Linked DNA regions of Sus scrofa: region 1 is linked to region 2. The links are chromatin contacts, called in public Hi-C maps. All regions are on one chromosome and are shown on one strand. Each heading gives the region's core, a stretch centred on a gene start, on an enhancer-like site or on the middle of the called end of the contact. The rest is flanking DNA. Distances are from core to core; before and after follow the strand shown.

Evidence for each region. Hi-C and Micro-C count contacts between places; a contact is called where the count stands out from the background.
Region 1: a Hi-C map of liver shows a contact between it and region 2, with 8 times the contacts expected there. The contact joins the promoter of MLF2 here to the enhancer-like site in region 2. A contact is called at or near these places in 1 of 5 promoter capture datasets (liver) and 1 of 47 Hi-C or Micro-C datasets (liver).

The regions. Positions count from the first base shown.
Region 1 is chr5:63,948,505-63,955,176 of Sscrofa11.1, reverse strand. MLF2 (myeloid leukemia factor 2) reads right to left here and starts at 3,517. Exons shown (of 9, transcript XM_003481695.4): 1 at 3,302-3,517; 2 at 2,645-2,722; 3 at 2,295-2,421; 4 at 2,048-2,083; 5 at 940-993; 6 at 479-607; 7 at 126-285. The coding sequence starts at 2,694.
Region 2 is chr5:63,553,414-63,560,616 of Sscrofa11.1, reverse strand. PEX5 (peroxisomal biogenesis factor 5) reads left to right here. Exons shown (of 17, transcript XM_013988424.2): 6 at 6,669-6,774. Among named protein-coding and RNA genes, the nearest start is that of PEX5, 5.7 kb to the left of the region's middle. Within about 2 kb of position 4,911, at least 8 of the 83 cell types and tissues checked have an H3K27ac peak or open chromatin away from gene starts, as enhancers often do. A contact at or near this core is called in liver, where this site is marked.

The sequences.
Region 1 (6,672 bases), core at 2,268-4,767, 400 kb before region 2:
AGAACATGGGGCTCATCCATAACCTTGCCCAAGAAATATCTGTGCAGGGTGGGTGAGAAAGCTGCTCTCCCCTAGTGCAGGGACTGGGACTAGGGGCTGGGGGGGCCAGAAGGGGGAGGGCTCACTCTCATCCAGGTTGATGTAGTCCTGCCGCTCCTCCTGGTCCCCTGTGCGGTGGTTTCGGGAGCGCTGCAGGATGTGAGCCCGGTCTCGGATGTGATGCCCGATGGACATCTGCTCCAGCCCGCTGTCCGAGTCCCGGACGGTCCTCCGAGTCTCCCGGATCTGGAGTGAGGCGCAGCATGGCACACTCAGCGGCTCCTTCCAAAGCCTGGTTACGCTAGCCCAGCCAGCCCCACACCGGCCCAGCCAGACTGCCCTCTACCAGACCCTGAAAGATGCCACCAGGTTCTCTGTGGGCGTGATTTAAACCCCCCACCCCCCACTCCCTCTGGGTGGCCACTGCCCTCCAACTCACCCCGCCCGGGGCCGAGCGCATCTCGGAAGTCTCCTGGTAGACCTTGGGGGCACCGTCGCCCGTGTTGGAGTAGGAGATGACAGTGGAGGACGAAAAGGTCTGGCAATTACCTCCGGCTGTCATGTGCTCCTGAGCCGGGAAGGGAAGAGCAGGGTGGAGTGGGGAGGGGGTCGCTTCTGGAGAAGGGACCCGTCCCTTCGACGACAGCCTGTTCCTGCCAGTATCTTCTTCACAAAAGGTGAGAACTGAGACGTCATCAGGACCCATCATAACCCCCCAAATCCTCTAAGCCCAACAATAAACCACAAGGACCTTAAGAGACGAGGCCTTATCCCACACCTCATTAGATGCGCTGCTGCCCAGTCACCTCATCCAGCTTGCTGGCTTCACAAGCACCTCCCAGCTCCTCCCCAGCCATGACAGGAATGGGACTGGGCAAGAAGATGGGACAAGATTCTCACCATGTTCCCAATCATGTCGTTCATCATCCCAAACATGTCCATGAAGCCGCCCGACTGGAGCAAAGAGATGAAAACAATCAGGAAGCAGGGCTGCACCCAGAGGAGCCCATGGGCCATATGGCTACCTGTCCCTTCTCCCCTTCTGTCACATCTAGCAGCTATTCTTCCTCATTCCTCGTGAACGGGACCAGTATGTGGCGTGCCTCCCTCCACACTTCTCTTCCTGTACCCTGCCACCCTCCTCCCTCTCTAGGGCTGCTCTGATCCCATTTCCCTTCCCCTGGTGGCCCTATTTCCTTCTGCCTGTGGGGAGCAAGCCAGAGTTTCTGGATTCTAACCTATAAAAGGGTTGGTCAGGAAGCTGTAAAGATATATCATCTTAAAAACATCTCTGGTTGGCCTTTATTTTTTTAATTTTAACTTAAAATTTTGATTTTATTTAATTTTACTTTTTTGTTTTTTGTCTTTTTAGGGCCGCTCTCATGGCATATGGAGGTTCCCAGGCTAGGGGTCCAATCCGAACTACAGCTGCTGGCCTAGGCCAGAGCCACAGCAACACAGGATCCGAGCCACATCTGTGACCTACACCACAGCTCACAACAACAGATCCTTAACCCACTGAGCGAGGCCAGGGATCGAACCCACAACCTTATTGTTCCTAGTCAGATTCATTTCCACTGTACCACAATCGGAACCCCATCCAGTTGGCCCTTCTACAACACCTCTCTTCTCAAAAGAACACAAACTTTTTTTTTTTTTGGCCTCACCCACAACATGCAGAAGTTCCCAGGCCAGGGATCGAACCCTGGCCATGGCAGTGACACTGCCGGATCCTTAACCCACTGAGCCACCAGGGAACTCCTCAAAAGAACACACTTTGCCAGGCAATTACATCTTCCTAATGGGCACAGCGTTGAGGACAGGAGCCAGTGAGTTGGCATCTTGAACTCACAGGACTCATAGCACACAGCGGGCCCAGGGCTTGTGAACACTATGGGAGGATTCTAGGGTTACTACCCACAAGGCTATTCCAGAGGCACATTTGGAAATAATACCTAAGGGTATAGAGCATGTACGAGAAGGATATTAAGAGAGGAGGAGGACTCACCATTCCCAGCATCCCAAAGGGAGAGACGGCCCCAGGCTACAGGAACACATAAGGAACAAGAATGAGAGACCACTTCCTAGCTCATTACTGTCCCAAACCAAGCCCTCAACAGGGGATCACAAAACCTGTTTTCCAGACCCCTCTGCCCACTTGCTAAGCCGGCCATTGTGCAAGAAAAATCAAGCACTTTGATACAACCACCCTCCAACCTTTCTTCTGGTCTCAGGTCTGTTGCACCACCATTTACCTGCATCCTGCGGCTGGCAGGCCTGGTCCCTGGCATGCTGCCATCTGTGATGCTGAGGAAGGGGCTGTATCCAAAGCCACCCGACAACATCCGGTTCATGTGCTGACGGTGAATGGCAAAGGGGTCCCTGTGCATGGGGTGTATACCGTGTGGGCTTAGAAAGGCCAGCAGTCAACGCCTCCCCGCCCCCGCCAAGAAAACAGCCTTAGGGAACCAGGAGCACAGACTTCCCCTCAAAGTCTGAGCTGGGGCTGAGCAGCAACGGGAGGCCCTGAGTCCATCTGAACTACTCGGAGACCTGATGTGGAGCGGATGCGTGCTCTAGCGCGTGAGGGGGCGGGGATACTCACATCAAGAACATGGGGTCCTCAGGCTCCACGTCCCTCATGAAGCGGAACATCCTGATTTTAGCTCCAGGGGGCTCCACACTGTGAAGATGTGGAGGCTCAGATTTTGGAGGCGGCCAGGCTTTTTTGCACATCCGCTCAGGGCAGGGACTCGCAGAGCACTGTCCCTTCCAAATACTGTAACTGACCTCCCCCCGCCCCCAACTCCACTTGAGACCCTTCTCCAGGTGTTCAACATCACCCTCTAGGGAGAGAAGAGCTTTTCGAACCTCTCTCTGAAAAAGGACCATGGAAAAATTTTCCAAGCCTGTTTTCTGCCTCCCCCACTCATAGTCATCCTCTTCCCAAAGCCCTGGCCAGAAGCATACTCCCCCTCCCCGACGCCACCGTGCCGGAGGCGAATCCCAAGTGCCGGCCCAATAATGACCCCAACCACCCCGCCCCCTCCTCACACCCGGCCGCCGCCAGGCCTCCCCCGGACGGGCCTCACCGTCCTCGCCACGCCTGTCGGCGGCTTCCCCGGCCCCTGCCTCCCCGCCGGGCGAGTAGGAGAGGCGGGCCTGACCCGCTTCCCTCCCCGCATCCCAAGCTCCCGGACCCTCTGCAGCTCAGCGGGCCGTTCCCGCCCCGGACCGGCTGCCCGCTCCGCTCGCGCCTCACCGGTCCCCGATCCGGGCTCAGCGGCCCATCCGGCCGGTCTTGCCTCTCGGGGCGCGGCAGGATCGGGGCTTGCGGCCCGGGACGCGGGATTGGTCCAGGCGTGAGTCCTCGGCCTCCGCGCCGCCTCCTCGCTCAGCTGCCACCTCCTTGCCCCCCCTCGGCCCAAGGATCCCGAACCGCGGCCAGGCCCGGACGGAAGTGACGTCACGATGGGACAGCCCATCCCGGGGCCGAGCCCGCGGAGCTCCGCCCATCAGCGGGCGTGGGCGCCGACGAGGCCGGCTCCCTGGCCGCGGAGTCCTTCTGGGACGAGGGGAGGGGAGACCTCGTTAGTAACCTGGATTTGGGTCCTGTGGACCGGAGGAGGCTCCCTGTTAGTATGTGGAAGAGGAGCAGGGCAGTCCATCCCCCGGGAGGGGAGGAAGAGGACGGGGGCAGATTCCCAGGGGATAGGATGGGCTCCCCGACGAGGTGGGGCGGATCCCCGGGGGAGCATTAAGCAGATTTCTACCGGGGAAGCGATCAACCCGAGAGGGCGGAAGGGCGGCAATTCTGCGGGGGAGGCGCTAGGGCCAGTCGCCCGCAGGAGGAGGTGCGATCCAGGCAGGGGCGGGGTCCCCGGAGTGACGTAGGAGAGGAGGTGACGGTTCCGCCCAGGTTGTCTTCTGGCTTCGAGAACTCAGTTAGGGCAAAGAGATTCCAGTTTGAGGGGCTGGCCGCCAGATGGCGCTCTTCGGCCAGACTGGAACTGCAGCCCATTGGGAACTAGCATTTGAGAGACTCCCGGACCCCACCTCAGTTACCCTGCTGTGAGGGGTCAGACTGGGGAGAGGTCCTAGTTCTGACATCTTTTCGTTTAATGCTACTCTCCCCTTCCTTTTCTCTGACTCCTGTGTCCTCAAGAGCTCCCAGTCCACACTGATCTTTCTTGCCTCTAGTCAGGAAGGTAGGTAGGTCAAGGGTCTAATGTTTTGGAGAGGAGGTGGAGAGCTCCATTAACCCAGATCACCCAGGGGCGGGGTTGGAAAACAGGTCAGGAGACCGACTCTAAGGCCAAAGACTGACACTTTGACACACTAAATGCCTTGCATAAAATCTGGCCCAGCTGGAGAGAAGGGCCCTCCCCCTGGGTGTCAGGATTTGGACTGTCCAGGGTGGACTTTAGACCAGGCTCATCCAAATTCCAGATCTTTTGGTTCTTTACACTGACTGCTGGCTCTGTTCGTGCTTCACAGGGCCTGACAGTGAGAGAGACTTGTTCCCAACCCCAACGCTTCCTTGGGGAAGAGGGGGAAGGTCCCTGGTCACTCAGGAAGAGATAGTGGGAGTGGGGTTTCTCAGGTTTCTTTGGACTTGATCGTTATTAAAGAGGGAAAAAAAGCAGTAACGGAGACATAGGGGGAACGGAGACAGAGAACCTAGAAGCTGGCAAAGCCAAAGAGAAAGACAGAATAAAAGAAAATGTGTTTTCCATTGATATTTCTGGGGAAGAGACTTAGCAGAATCTTTTATCTTCCAGATGCCCTATCTCTGGACATTCTGCCACACGAGTGCCCCTCTTCCTCTTGCCCCCAAACTAGAGCAGTTTGACATGTGATCAAAAGTTGTCCCAGTGACAGTACTGCAGCCCAGACTTAACTAAGTGTGGTCCTCACCTTCCAGCCTCTTCCATTTCATTTCATCATGTCCAGCCTTCAGCGGAATTGGATAAGAGGCAGCTCAGCTTCTAGCCTTCTCCTTTCATCTTTTTCCATTATCCGGTATCCTCTACCTACTGCCTTTGGGTGCCTAGAGCTCTTTCTCTTCTTCTTTCCCAAACTTAAGAATCTGATATCAGTCATTTTTATCTTTTCATGATTTTATTTATTTATTTTTTGGCTGCCCTGGGGCATACGGAGTTCCCAGGCCAGGGATCAGATCCCAGCCACAGATGTGACCTAAGCCGCAGCTGCTTAAACCACTGTGCCGGGCTGGGGATGGAACCTGCATCCCAGAGCTCCCAAGACGCCCTGGTTCCCATTGCACCACAGCAGGAACTCCACCTTTGCATGATTTTAAAGCAAGGACCTCTCTTAGGAGTATTTCCAAATTACAATTTATCTTCTAATGATGAGACAAAGCTCCAAACCTGGGCTCTGTCTCGAGTTAAAGAGAAATCCTTGGACAGGTGGAGATGGAGGACACACAAAAGCTCATTTTCAGAGTCTCCAGCAACATACTATGTCGGCAGCCACCCACTCCAGGAACTGAAGGAATGAAATTTTACAAGTAAACTTTCTGCCCCTCAGAGTTTGTATCTGTCTTCCTTTTCCTCCTCGCCTGCCTTCCATCCCTTCCTTCTCTTCTTTCCTCCCTCCCTTCCCGCTCTCCTTCCTGTCTTCCTACTTTGCTTTTTTTTAGGGCTATACCCAAGGCATAAGGAGGTTCCCAGGCTAGGGTTGAATCAGAGCTGCAGCTTCTGGCCTATGCCACGGCCACAGCAATGCCATCCAGGCCTTGTCTGTGACCTACACCACAGCTCACCGCAATGCCAGATCCTTAACTCACTGAGCGGGACCAGGGATCGAACCCTCATCCTCTGGATGCTAGTCGGGTTCGTTACTGCTAGCCACAATGGGAACTCCCTCTTTCTACCTTTCTTGTATCTCTGTCCAGTGAACTCTAATGAACAGAAATTCCTCAGTCACTGGAGTGTCCTGTAGATGATAAGATGTAGGAGGGAGGGAGGGTCCTGCCAGGGATGAAGCTGAACTCAAGGAGGATAACGATTGTTGGGAAGGAAGAGAAACAGTGCTTCCCATATTCACAGCTCTATCTGATGGAGCCAAAGTCAGGAAGTCCTTGAGAGAGTAGAACTGGGTCAGAAAAGGGGCCCTTGTTAGATGTGAGGTCACGCATTGGGAGCAGTTCCAGGACAGTTGGCTGCTGGAGCAGAGTGAGGATGGGGTGCTGATGTGGGAGTTAGGGGAGACTAGATTCTAGCCTGAGCCAAAGTGACTAGGTGTGACTGAGCGTACGTGTGTATATGTATGTGCCTGTGTACTGGGGAGAGAGGCGAACCCTGACAGCACTAAGCTGCCCAGGTAGACTAAGTTGTGTAGTGGACACCAGATCAGAGTGAGGTTGAAAAGTGACTCAGGGAGTTCCCATCATGGCTCAGCGTTAACAAACCCGACTAGGATCCATGTGGATGTGGGTTCGATCCCTGGCCTTGCTCAGTGGGTTTAGGATCTGGTGTTGCCATGCACTGTGGTGTAGGCAGGCAGCCGCAGCTCTGATTTGACCCCTAGCTTGGGAACCTCCATATGCCTCAGGGGCGGCCCTAAAAAGTAAAAAAAAAAAAAGAAAGAAAGAAAAGAAAAGTGACTCGG
Region 2 (7,203 bases), core at 3,662-6,161:
AGAACATGAGGAGTTAAGTTTTCTTCTTCGTTATCTGGAACTGTATTACTGTAGTTTGGTGGAGAGGATCCACAGGGTGGATGGGTGACAGTGTTGCCCAGGAGGAGAAAACTGTTCAGCACTTCCTTTGGGATTCTGGCATCAAGTCATCTTGAACAGAGTTGGAGCCTTGGACGGTGGAATTGTGGCATTCAAAGGCCTGAAGGTTATACTTTTTTTTTTGTCTTTTTAGGGCCGTACCCGAGGCATATGGAGGTTCCCAGGCTAGGGGTCCAGTTGGAACTGTAGCTGCTGGCCTACACCACAGCAATGCCAGATCCTTAACCCACCAAGCTAGGCCAGGGATTGAACCTGCGTCCTCATGGATGCTAGTCGGGTTCATTAACCACTGAGCCATGCCGGCAACTCTGATTTCTTGATGATAGTAATAAAAACTATTAATAAGAGTTATTGTTTACTTACCATGTTCTAGGCTTTGTGGTGATGCTTTAAATGCATTGTCTGTTTAATCACTCTGAGAGGTAGTTACTCTTTTTATTCCTAGTGAACAGATGAACACTGAGGCTGACAGGTTAAGTAATTTGCTTAAGGAGACACAGCTTTGCAAGTGGGTGGAGCTGGGATTTGACTCTGGGTTTGAATGAGTCTGCAGATTTACCTCTTATGCTATACCACCATGCCTGCAATTTAAGCTCTTCAGAGTCCCAGCCTATTTTTCTGAAGAGGGAAGTCTATACTCACTGCACTCCTTAGGATTGATTCTTCTCCCCCTAAGCCTGGGGGCAAGGGCATTCCCTTCAGCCTTGCTCTTCCTGATTGTTCTCAAAGAGAAGCACTGTTAGCCTGTTTCCAATTTAAGAATTCAAGAATAACGGGATCTTGGGTTGCTGATGTGGCATGGGTTCGATCCCTGGTCCAGGAACTTGTGGATGTGGCCAAAAAAGAAAAAAAATAAAAGAAAAAAATAAAAGAAAAACAAGGGATACAAATGGAGAAAGTTGCAAAGATTCTAGCCTCTCAGGGTGTTCACTTCATCACAGTTCCTGAACTTTCCTGAGATGTTTAACTGGACCCAATTGGTTCCTCCTCCCCCCATCATTTTTATTCTCCTGGAGACAGAGCTTCTTCCACACACAAGAGAAAACCCCCCAACTCTTACAGCTGAAACTCACCTTTAATGAAAGCTGTTAGTCCTTTTTATCATGAGTCACTTTCCCTTGTTTAAGTAGGAGTTTGAGAAAGAACAATAGGTGTTCATGTTTCTGCTCACTTTGTATTCTTAAACCAAGTTGAGCTTCACAGTAATGCAAGGCAGGTTTTATAGATAAGAAAACTGAGATTTGGAAGGTCTAGTACTGTTAAATCATTCATTTAACAGAGATAGTATTCAGACTCATGTCTGTCTGATTCCAGGCTCCATACTTGGAATTATTACACTATCGTTGAGACTCTTCTCTGTGGATTTGCCTCAACTGGAAATCTGAGCTGTAACAAAGACCCTCTATCAGATCAAAACTCAGCTTTTCATACACACCGTAGGTTTAAGTGCTATCTCTTATCACAGAGAGACTTCTGTTATAATGTATGGGTAGCATTCATACTTGATAATAATAATAAAAAAAAAACATGCCTATTTTAAGCATTGAGATTGATGAGATAATTGTTAAAATTACTTGCATACTTGGAGCTACCAAAATCTTCATTAACCTGTAAATGAAAAACTACTTTAGAAAGACCTGTTGAACCTGTCTTACCTGTTAAATTCTCTTTGGGAGATCTCTCTCTGTTTTGTACGTTCTTTTGGAACTGTGGCTGCTTCACAGTGGCGAGGATGTGGAAAACTGGAAGGGAAAGTCAAGCTATGTGGGGTCTGCCTGCATAAAAACGTCCTATTGCAGTAGTGTATTGCTTTGCATGTAGTGGCCCTTCAGAATTTATTGAAGAAATGAATTGAGATCTGGGAGGAGCTAAAAGAAATACAGTTGTCCCTTGGTCACCAACAGGGGCTTGATTCCAGGACCCTCATGGTTCCCAAAATCCTGATGTTCACGTCCTTTGTATAAAATTGGATGGTATTTGTGTGTAACCTACCTTCCCATATGCTTTAAATCTCTAGATTAATTATAATATCTAATACAATGTAATGCTATGTAAATACAATGTAAATGCTATGTGAATTTGCTTTTTGGAGCTTTCTGGAATCCCCAATACTTTCCATCCTTACTTGGTTGAATTGTGGGTGTGGAATGCCTGGATGCAGAGGGCCAACTGTAATTCATTTCCATTAGCCTCATAGCATTTATGGCTGATATTATTATACTAATGGTATTGGTTGCCTGTTTGTGGAAAGTAGACTTCAAGTTGAAAGAAAGGTTATATTCTTTAAATCTTTATTATTTTTAAGTCCACATTGTTAGGATTCTAAGCTCTAGTTTAAAAGGAACCTTGAAACTTCGTTTTTCTCGTTTTAGTGTTGTCTCTGGAAATAGAGTTTCACTGGAAGTTGCAAAGAAAATGTATGGAAAGGTCCTGTGTATCTTTCCCTCTGTTTTTACCAATGGTAACATTTTGCATTTGTTAGTTATGTACAATATCAAAGTCAGAAAATTGCCATTGGTACAATCCACAGAGCTTATTGGGTTCACCAGTTTTACATGCCCTTATTTGTGTATTTATAGTTTTGGTGTAGTTTTATCATATGTGTAGATTTATTTAAGTGCTACCACAATTGCATTATTCCATTAACACATGAAGCTCATTTTTTCATTTGACATATTTCTCGATAGAATTCCACCCCCCTCCCCCCAAAAAAACCCTTCTGGGCCACATAACTGTTCATCTTGTGATTGCTCAGCTCTAGGAAAGAAACACATCTTTAAGGGGGTCTTGCATTTAGATGGCCCCAGCTAATATGGTGTGTGAGGTTCACAGGATAATCATGAGAGGTAAACCTGCACTTTTACAGGAAAAGCAGGGGTCAGCAGTAGCAGGTGGTGATTGGCAGTGGATCTCCATTGGGTGACAGAGGAGGAGGCTGTGGAGTAAAAGGAATAACGATCTCATTGTGATGTCTTCTACTTTTGTATGGGTTTGCCATGAGCACACAGTAGTGATAATAATAGCTAATATTTGTTACTCTGTGCTTTGCACAGGCACTATCTCATTTGATCTTCGTAAGAATCCCTGTGAGGTAGCTGTTCTTATCCCTATTTCATATAGGGAGATGGAATCTTAGAGGGCTAACTTGTTTGAAGATGCACCGTGACTGAGTGGTGGGGTTGGGATTTGAGAGCAGGTAGGCTGACCCTAGAACGTGTGTTCTTGACCACGGTGTGATTTTGCAGACCTGGAAACTTGGCGTGGTTGAAGGTAGGAAGTTCTGAGTTTTAGACCGTTAAGCTTGGGTAGATGTGCCTCAATGAAATGAACACAAATTGAGAAACCACACGAGGTGAATGTTCTGAATCAGTTATTGGGTACAGTCTCCATGACCTAGGATCGTCCCTTCCCGCAGCAGGCCTCTGCTGCTTCAATCTCACTGGTATCCAAATGGATCTGCTTTTCTGTAGGAATTTCTCAAAAAATAGTGTGAACGCTGAGTGGTATTCCTCTGGTTATTTTATTCTGACTCCTTTGTTGGAGCAGCTTCCCGATGCCATAAAACCCTAAGTCTTGTGGCCCATATGGCCACATACCAAGTTTTAGCTATTTGAGGATGACCCACCTCTGGGATTTTTGTTCCCCTAAACTACGTCTTGTCTGTTTTTTTGTTCTGTTTTTTTTTGCTTTTTAGAGCCACACCTGAGGCATATGAAAGTTCCCTGGCTAGGGGTCGAATTGGAACTGTAGCTGCCAGCCTATGCCACAGGCACAGGAACACAGGATCCTAGTTGATCCTAGTTGTATCTGTGATCTACACCACAGCTCAGGGCAACGCTGGGTCCTTGACCCACTGAACGAGGCCAGGGATCAAACCTGCATCCTCATGGATACTAGTTGGTTCGTGACCTCTGAGCCACAATAGGAACTTCCCCCTTGTCTGTTTTAAAGTCCAGGTGCTTTGTGCTTTTTTGTTGGTTTTTGCCCTTGAGAGGGGCATTTCGCAGAGATGGTGTTCTCAGTAATTTGCAGAGTTCTCGTGGCCAGAATTTGCTTTTGCAGAACACTGGTTGAGAGTAAGCAGTGACCGGAGAGTGAGGGGGAGGGGACTGGTTATTTTTCCAGAGATTGGGACAGAGGTATTCAGCATCTCCTTATTAGGTCTCCACGCTTGAGCCAACAGTCTAGTCGGGCAAAGGAAAGAGAAATGTTGCCTATAAAAGCTAGCGAGGGAAATCTGGGTATAAAAGTTGAGAGTCCTTGAAGTGAAGAGACAGAGTCCAGGATCAGAAAAACCTGTCAAACTCTATCTTTGATTTATTAGTAATAAATCACTTCTTATTTTTAATTAGGTGAATTCAGTGAGTTGTGCTCTTTTTCCCCCCCTCAGGTTTTAACATTACTTTCTCAAATATTGAGATCAGTTTGCTGAAATTATTCAGGCAGGGTCTCAGTTAAATGGAAAGAAAGTTCTGTTATATGTTAATACTGAGGAGGTAAACCTGTCTTCTTGGTGTTAAAAGCAGTGACAAATCTTCAGATTGGGGACAAAGACAGGATGATCATTTCAGTGTCTGATTTATAAGGACACAGGGACAGAGCAGAAGGAAGGTACACCTCAGGCCCCCTTCCCCTTTTTTGGCCCTGCCCACAGCATGCCAAAGTTCTGGGGCCTGGGCTGGAACCCACGCCACAGCAGCGACAAGGCTGCTTAACCTTAATCTGCTGAGCCACTGGGGAACTCCCTCAGGATCTTTTAAACCCTTTAACTAATTCTCTCTTTGCTTTTTTTCCTGGCCCTAGAATAGTAAAGGGTAAAGTCCTGGAGGCAGAGGAAAGTTCGATATGTTTATTCTGATGTTGCCCTTTGTCACTAGAGCTTCTAAGACAATTTTTAGAATTGGACTTAAAGACTTTGCTCTCAAAACCAGTCAGAAGTGATGGAAATCAGAATGGTGTTTATCCCAGGGGCTGGGGACCCACGGCAGCCTGCGAGGGAACTATAAACGTTCCATGTCCTGATCTGGGTGGGGGTGACTTGAGTGTGTTCATAGGTGGAGGTTAATGAAGCAGCACACGTATGTTTGGTACACTTTCTGTACTTTCATGTTTGTATGTTACGTCTCAGTTAAAACATGAAAAAAAGATCCAGGAGTTCCCGTCGTGGTGCAGCAGAAATGAATCCAATTAGGAACCATGAAGTTGCAGGTTTGATCTCTGGCCTCGCACAGTGGGTTAAGGATCCAGTGTTGCCGTGAGCTGTGGTGTAGGTTGCAGACATGGCTCAGATCCTGCATTGCTGTGGCTGTAGTTGCTGGCAGCTACAGCTCTGATTGGACCCCTAGCCTGGGAACCTCCATATGCCGCAGTTGCAGCCTTGAAAAGACAAAATAAATAAATGAATAAATAAAAGATCCAGTAGGAAGAGTGGACCCATGTATTTTTAGTTCTAGCCCAGCAGTCTGCTTCTCATAGTCTCCTGGTAGGTATATTAAGCTGAAATAAGGGGCTCCTGTTGTTGGGAAGGTGTGAATTCTAGAGGGGAACAGACCAGAGGTTTGGTTAAGGAACAGGAGCTCCTGTGCTCTCCCTTGGCTCCTTGCCAGTTCCTTGTAGTCTCTTGAGCGAGACGGTGGCCCAGGGCCTGCTGTTTCTTAGGAAGGGCTCCTATACTTCAAGCAAAAGGGTTTCGTCTTTTTTTTTTCCTTTGATTTCTTTATTTGGATAATTCATTTGGAGATAGACTTTCAATAAAAATATAAACTAAATATGAAATATTTAATCGTTAAAGTGGCTTAAATTTCTGAAAGATTAAATAGCAATTATGTATTTTTTTCTTTTTTTCTTTACTCAATGAATTTTATTACAATTATGGTTGTACAAGAATCATCACAACCAAATTTTATAGCATTTCCATCCCAACCTTCAGTGCATCCCCCCAACCGCCAACCTGTCTTATTTGGAAACCATATGTTTTTCAAAGTCTGTGAGTCAGTATTTGTTCTGCAAAGAAGTTCATTGTGTCCTTTTTTTTAGATTCCTCATGTTGGTGATAGCATTTGATGTTGGCAAAGGGTTTGGTCCTTAACTCCTCTCCTGAGCCTCCTTATTTAGTCTCCTGTTCCCAACTCAGTAAACTTCTGCCCCAGGCCCCTTGAGAGTGGGTTAGGTGTTGAAAATTTAGTAGTATTTTTTTTTTTTTTTTTTTTCTTTTTAAGATCGCACCCACAGCATTTGGAGGTTCCCAGGCTAGGGGTTGAATTGGAGCTACAGCTGCCAGCCTACACCAGAGCCACAGCAACACAGGATCCAAGCCGTGTCTGGGACCTATACCACAGCTCATGGCAACACCTGATCCTTAACACACTGAGTGAGGCCAGGGGTTGAACCCGTAACCTCATGGTTCCTAGTCGGATTTGTTTCTGCTGAGCCACAATGGGAACTCCAGAAGTATTTTCTTTTGACCCAGGGTCTCTAAGGTATTCAGTAGGATGTAATCCACTTTGACTTGGTCGATATTCTTCCTTTCCTGATCCCTCAGTGATTCCCCACCTCTCTGCTCCTTGCAGACCCCTTGTCTGTGTCCCCTGCCCGCTGGGCTGAGGAGTATCTGGAGCAGTCAGAGGAAAAGCTATGGCTGGGAGACGCCGAGGGAACAGCTGCCGCTGACCGCTGGTGAGTCCAGCCGTGTTTGGATGGATGCCTGTGAAAGGGATGTTGGACTGTCTGCCCAGCCTCCCCAACCTCCTCCATCCACATTTCCAAACCAGCTTACAATCCCTTCATTTTTTACTTTAAGGTTTCCCCTTGTACTGTTACCCCAAATTAGCGTATGTCTTCACTATAATTGAGTCAAGAACCCTAACTGTCTTACCGAACGTTTGTAACTCTTATCTTACGCACCCTTGCTCCCTTTTTAACTGGGAGCCCGTTCCAGTCTGTTGGGAAAGGGAGGGATAAAAGCCTGTGGCCAGTGCTCTGCCACTGCTTTGGTGTAAATTGGAGCATGTGAGTCCTCAAGCCCAGAGTGGAGTAGCGTCACCCCTTGGTTCCCTGATGAGAACTATGACTACCGTGGGCCTGGAGGAGGGAACAGCCTGGGGA